Regions from separate parts of the Mus musculus genome. Here region 1 is linked to region 2. A link is a contact called in public promoter capture Hi-C data. All regions are on one chromosome and are shown on one strand. The core of a region is the stretch at or near the end of the contact, and the rest is flanking DNA. Distances in the headings are between cores, read along the strand shown.

Evidence for each region. Capture Hi-C pulls out chosen DNA fragments and counts their contacts.
Region 1: a promoter capture Hi-C map of adipose tissue shows a contact between it and region 2. The contact joins two enhancer-like sites. A contact is called at or near these places in 9 of 39 promoter capture datasets (the 3T3-L1 cell line, the C10 cell line, the HPC-7 cell line and 5 more), 3 of 115 datasets of contacts at active chromatin or transcription factors (embryonic stem cells and pancreatic cancer cells) and 3 of 9 other capture datasets (adipose tissue, liver and pancreatic islet).

The regions. Positions count from the first base shown.
Region 1 is chr16:18,395,053-18,398,093 of GRCm38.p6, reverse strand. It overlaps Arvcf (armadillo repeat gene deleted in velocardiofacial syndrome), which reads right to left. Exons shown (of 18, transcript NM_001272029.1): 4 at 977-1,135; 5 at 1-797. Among named protein-coding and RNA genes, the nearest start is that of Gm15764, 17 kb to the left of the region's middle. Within about 2 kb of position 1,728, at least 76 of the 459 cell types and tissues checked have an H3K27ac peak or open chromatin away from gene starts, as enhancers often do. A contact at or near this core is called in adipose tissue, where this site is marked.
Region 2 is chr16:18,322,261-18,325,329 of GRCm38.p6, reverse strand. It overlaps Tango2 (transport and golgi organization 2), which reads left to right. Exons shown (of 9, transcript NM_001359109.1): 2 at 880-973. The coding sequence starts at 918. Among named protein-coding and RNA genes, the nearest start is that of Mir185, 3.7 kb to the left of the region's middle. Within about 2 kb of position 1,724, at least 40 of the 459 cell types and tissues checked have an H3K27ac peak or open chromatin away from gene starts, as enhancers often do. A contact at or near this core is called in adipose tissue, where this site is marked.

The sequences.
Region 1 (3,041 bases), core at 479-2,978, 73 kb before region 2:
TCAAAGCAGAGGTGCTGCAGGTAGGCTGCAGCATTGGCTTTCACAGGGTCCACAGGGTGCCGCAGCATGGCCAACACCTCTGGCAGCTCGGGGTCCCGCCAGCGTGGCTCCTTGCGGGTGCTATCCACTGAAGGTGAGCGCCGCACTACTCGGTCCAAGCTGCCCAGGCTGCCCCTCTCAGGCTGGGCCAGAGGGGCTGTTGCTGCTGGAAATGGGGGACGCTCTTCTATCAGCTCACCAGCATCATCTGCTGTGTCTTCAAAGGCCCTGGCACGAAGGCCCCGCCCGTACTCAGGTCTTCTCCGGGTTGCCGTGCTATAGTCAGGCTCCAGGTCGGGGCCACCCTCATCATCCGCAGCCAGGCTCCGTGTATCATCCTCCAGGCCATATGGTTCAGCTTGGAAATGCTCAGGCAGAGAGCGGCCGCTTGGTGGTCCGGATTCAGAGCCCATGGGGAAGGCTTCTCGGCGGCCAGGCAGTGTGAAACAGCCATCACCAGGTCCTGGGCCCAGGAGGCCAGTACGTGGTGGCCGTACCCCGAGCCCTCGGGACAAGCTGCCATAGCTTGGAATATCACGGGACTCGGGGCCATCGGGAAAGCCACCTCCACTGCTGTGGTAGGTTCGGGAGAGTGTGGCTGCTGGACCACCACCACCACGAAGTAGGTAATGCCGGTCCAGGGGCCCGTCAGCAAAAGAGCCAAGTGGAGGGCCGCCGTCCAGCAAGGGGAGTCCATCTGGGCCCAAAGGCACCTGGCGTACTGTCCTTGTGGTCACAGTCTTGACCGTCTTAGTGACCTGATGGACAAGAAAGTAGCAAATGGGTTTGGTGGCTCTAGAGAACAAGATCGGTGCCAGGGTGGCCTCAATTCCCCATCCAAACAAGTGGTGCTTGGGGGTCAGCTCGCACGTCTGTTCCACAGAGGGACAGCTATGCTTGCCCAAGCTACTCTCTTCTTTCCTGGGTCAAGCCATACCTTAGTCTCAGTCCGCCGGGTTGTACCATCTTCTGATGTGACGATGGACACGTGAGAGGTGGGGGTGCCAGGGTCTTCCTCCACAGTCACTGTCTCCTCCAGTACCTCGGGTGCCTCTGGCATCGTGGCCAGCGATGCCTGGCTACCCGGGCTCTGCTCCTAGAGAGAGAAGGATGTCAGAGGTCAATATCCATATACAACTCACTCTGCCTTGTATGCCTGCTGAGCAGGAGTTATCAGTTCCTCAAACTGGGGCTGACGTACAAGACAAGTCCATCTGGACCTAAAGGCACCTGGCAGGCTGTCCTTGTGGACAAGAAAATAGTATATGGGCTTGCTGGCTCTAGAGATGGAGATAGTGCCCTAAGCCAGGGTAGTCTCAATTCTCCTGGGTCCAAGGTAGCCTCCCTGAGCTTCATGGTTCTGCCACAGGCTTTTCTAGGCACAAAGCGGAACCAAGAAGGTCCTGCAGGATGTTCAGTAGACATCACTTGCCTCCTCACATTGACCTTCCTCCTTACTACCACCCTGCAGAGAGGCATGGTGGGGGAATTGTAGGCAAGATAGTTATGGACTGAGGCCCACTTGTGTATTAGTCAGACTAGCCAGCATGGAAGCCAACTCCAAGAAGACAGGCCAGTTCCTGCTGTGCAGAGTAGCACATGGATCTGAGAGCCAGTCTGTTCTGGGTCCAGGGCCTTATCCTGTCAACATCTCAGGGTTGGCATCTGGCCTGAATAGGGCTTGGAACTCAAGCTACAGTGGGCGGGTTAGAGGGACACATTCCTTCGTAACCATGGTTAGGTCAGCAGTAGGCTGTGCCTCCCCACCCAAGGCCCAGGGAGGCCAAGTAGTTCATACTACACCTCCCCAGCTACAGAGCCACAATGCCCTTCCCTGGCCTGGGTACTGTGCTATGCAGGGAACCAGGCTGTCCTCATGACAGGACTACCTGCAGAGATCACAGGGACAGTAAACCTTCTCAGGCTAGCTCCTGTACTGGGGGAGCGCCTGGCCCCTGGCAGCGCGAGTGTATGTCACTAGCATAGCATCTAGGACATCCCCTGGCCTCTGGTAACATGGGACAGTGGAGCCACAGAGTATTACTCCACCCCCCCACCCCCCACCCCGCCTTTGGAGACTTAAGAGGTGACTTTATAAGTGAGAGAACTGAGGCCTGGATGAAGAAGAGGCTTGCCAGAACCACACAGGTCCTAGCAGAGGGATTTCAGGAATTCGTCTTACAAGGAACCGGTGAGGTTTGCCGCACCTCTCTGGGACAGGCTTTGGAGGTCCCTTTCCTAGGCTATGAATTAGATGGAATGTCTGGGACCTGTCCAGGGAGAGGAGACCCTGTTCCCTGGGAAAGAGAAATAGATGAGGCCCAATGTAGGGACAACTGGAAAGATGCCAGACTGGGTGACCTGGGCACTTTTCCAAGGACACTGACTCTGTGCTGAGCGCTGCGCGGCTGCTCCATCTCTATTTGGTGCCTGAATGTCAAGCTGCAGGTCTAACTGCTGGACTCTCCGAAGCTCAGCAGGGTTTTTTGGGGGGTTGGGGAGGTGGGGTAGGGGTGGGGGGTAGGGAGGGGAACTAGGAGCAGCATTCCTAGCTACGAAGGAGGGGGAGGAGCAAGGCGAGGGGACAAGTTGCTTAGGACATTCTGCCAGGGGACAGGGCCCCTTTGTAGATTTGCATGCATCTACATACATTAAACATTCAGAGAAGAACCCCGCCCTACTCCCTACAAAGGTGGTAAAGCAAAGAAGGATCTAGGACATTGTGAATCACAGACCCTGGGCTGTGCTGAACATGTGATACACTGCCACGCAGTAGTCCGTAGAAACAGGATCCCAGCAAAGGTTGGCCACCTACGGTAGTCACCCTCTAATGTATGGGCTGAGAGATCCGGCGATTCTGAGTCTCTGCTAGCAGATGACCTCAGGAAGCTAAAAGCAGTCAATGACTTCACCCAGGCAGCCAGGAGTGTAAGTCAGTCATGTTCCTGGGAAAGTCAGGCCAGCTAAACATGCCTGAGCATACACACAGAGAGGGATCTAGA
Region 2 (3,069 bases), core at 475-2,974:
ACACCATGCACAAGTACACATGGCCAGAGATACAAAGTGACATAATACTCCTGTACTTAGGCACCTCAGCAAACGCACATCTACCCCTCCATTTACTGCTTGGCTCCCTCAGTACTGGAACAGTTGCTTGGCTGTCCCAGGTTTCAGCTGCAGGCATTAGCTGTGTCCCGGAATATGACACTAAATCATTGCGTTTATGTACGGTTCAGGGATCTTCGGGTCTCCGTTCCAGAGCTGATGCATAGAGATTAGCTCTGATCTCAGGACCAGAAAATAGGGGAATGCCTTCTGGGCCCCAGAGGCTCTGGGACATGGGGTCCTTGCCCCAAGGGACTGTGTACTTCGTCTGTGTTTCCTCAGCACCCAGGTGTGTGTGCATGTGCTTGGCACTGGTTTCTGCCTACTAATGTGGGTACGAAGAACCATTAGGTCCTTTGGGGTGGGCGTGTGTGTTAGGTAAAGGCCTGAGGGGACATGGGTCACAGATCATCCCCAGTGAGTGGGCCCTGATGCCTGGCCTTGGGCACCATGAGCTGAGATGAAGGTGTCTCCCTCTGTGGCTCATGGGCAGTACTTGGTGCGACTGCTGGGGAGAGGACTTGCTACTCCTTCACTCCAGCCTTACGTGTGTGGTTCCTATCGCTGCTGCTGCCCCTTCCAGCACCCACTCACCACTCCCATGTAGCATGTCCAGGGTAAGGGAGTGTCATGGCGGTGGACTTACAAGCTGATGCTGGTGGGCCCAGGTGAGGGGAGATGTCTATTATGTCACCAAGCATCTGGTGCTCACCAGTCCAGCCCCACTCACTGATGGAGAGAGACATCCGAAAAGCCCTCTGACTCTGCTGTTCACAGCTCATTGTTCTCCTTTTCCCACAGACCTTGTGACCGTGTGAGCAAAGCCACCCTTGCAACCCATGTGCATCATCTTCTTTAAGTTTGATCCTCGTCCTGTTTCCAAAAATGCATACAGGTAATGAATGCCCTTGTTCTGCCTCCGCCAGGCTGCTCCAGGCCTGAGGTCCACGGCTGTTCCTCACCCCTGGGGTGCCATATATGCAGGAGACAATGGCAGGCTGCTGGGTGTGTGTCCTCTGAGTAACTGAGTCTTGACTTCTGGTTGCCTGGAGACATCCTGTACAAGCCTGGTCCGGCTGTCTTGGACAGTGTCTGCTTAGCATGGGGTGCTGGGAGGAGCCCACCCTAGAGCAAGGGCTCAGAGCTAATGTGCAGGTGTGGCGAGACAGAGGGATGAGGCGAAGTTCTGTGGCCTGTGATTAGGGTCACATCTGCAGAGCTGGAGTAGTGGTGACAGAGAGGGGCGCTGCTGGGTTGGGTTGGGTGAGGTGTCTGGCTGGTGGCAGATTGAGGAAAGCATCCATGGGTTTTAGCTGGAGTAGCTGAGTACCAGCCAAGGACATGGGAAACAGTAGGCAGAGAAGGGAACTAGGGGCCAGCCCTCCCTGCTCTTCTAGTGCCAGTTACACGCAGGGCAGCCCCTTGGTTCTTTAGCATGTGCCAGCATTTGTTTGTCCATGTAGAGCACAAGGCAGAAATTTAGCCCACAACTGGAAATGGACTGTGGAACTCCTCTCTTACGTTTGTCTGGAACATTTTCAAAATCTTAGGATGTGTTCCAGAAACAAAGTAGTTTCAGTGAGATCCTCCTGTTGAGTCACTTTGTGGAATGCCTGGCACAGTGGCTGGGTTCCCTCATTTCAGTCTAGGGAATAGGATGTAGGGACTCAGCATTTCCTCTTCTACAGAGGGCAGGCAACAGAGCTGGATCAGGCTAGAGGAGGTGATTCTAGTTTTCTGGCAGAAGAGTTAAAGGGAGTTAGTGGAATCCTACAAGGAAAATGATAAACAGTTAGTCACATCACAGGCTATCTGGGGAGAGCTGAACAAAGTAATGAATTCCCAAAGACTGGATGTGAGAAGCAACCACTATACTGTTTGCACGGAGCAGCGCCTATCTGTCGTTCTCATACTATAATCCTCAGTGAGGCTACTGGAGAGGTAGCTTGCTGCTCTTCCAGAGAGCTGGGGTTGTTATCAGGACCCACATGGTTCTCACAACTGTGTGTAACTTGAGTTCCAGGGAATCCAGTGCCTTCTTTTGGCCTCCACAGATGCCAGGCACTCCAGGGATACACAAATATATATATAGACAAAACAGCCATACACATACAATTAAAAGGGGAGGGGGTATGTGTGTCCATGGATGGCACAGTTGTGACTCCTTAATGGCCAAAATATTCTTCAGGTATTATCCTGCTAGATCTTTCTGGAGTCTGCTGTCTAAAGTACCTAAAGCTATGACATTGGTCACAGAACAGGTGCTAGGTGAAGGTGCCTACCCATTGGTGCTGCTTATATTGTGCATTGTGGGAGCTAAGACCTGGGGAGCACAGGTCTCAGGAGCCTCCTACCTGTGAAAGCAGCGAGTGTGTCTCCGGTGCCTTCTGTTAAAACCTAACTGCACCAGCAGCAGAGTTGAGCTTCATTTCTACAGCGCAGGCAGTAAAGGGTGGCTGTGAGCCTTCACTCGATAAGCTGGGAAGTGGCATGGCCCCTCCTTGCTCTCCTCAGCCCTTACCCCTTACATTCATGCAAACTTCCCCGCACCAGCAAAAGCAAAGTTGTGTTTCCGTTTGGGGTGACATGGCCTAACATTCATGCAAACTTCCCCACACCAGCAAAAGCAAAGTTGTGTTTCCGTTTGGGGTGACACGGCCTAACATTCATGCAAACTTACCCACACCAGCAAAAGCAAAGTTGTGTTTCCGTTTGGGGTGACACGGCCTAACAGTTCCGTAGTCTTGGGTGATGTGTGAATCCTGGGTTTGGCCGGAGCCTACTTGATGGTTTATTCCTTGAAGACCACCTGCAGGTAAAATTAAAACAGGAAGAAAGAAAGATAAGAAATTGGCAAGTGGGGTCTAGTGAGATGGCTCAGTGGTTAAGAGCACTGTCAGCTCTCCCAATTCCCAGCAACCACATGGTGGCTCGCATGGTGGTATAAGGGGATCTAATACCTTCTTCTGGCATTCAGGTGTACATGCAGCA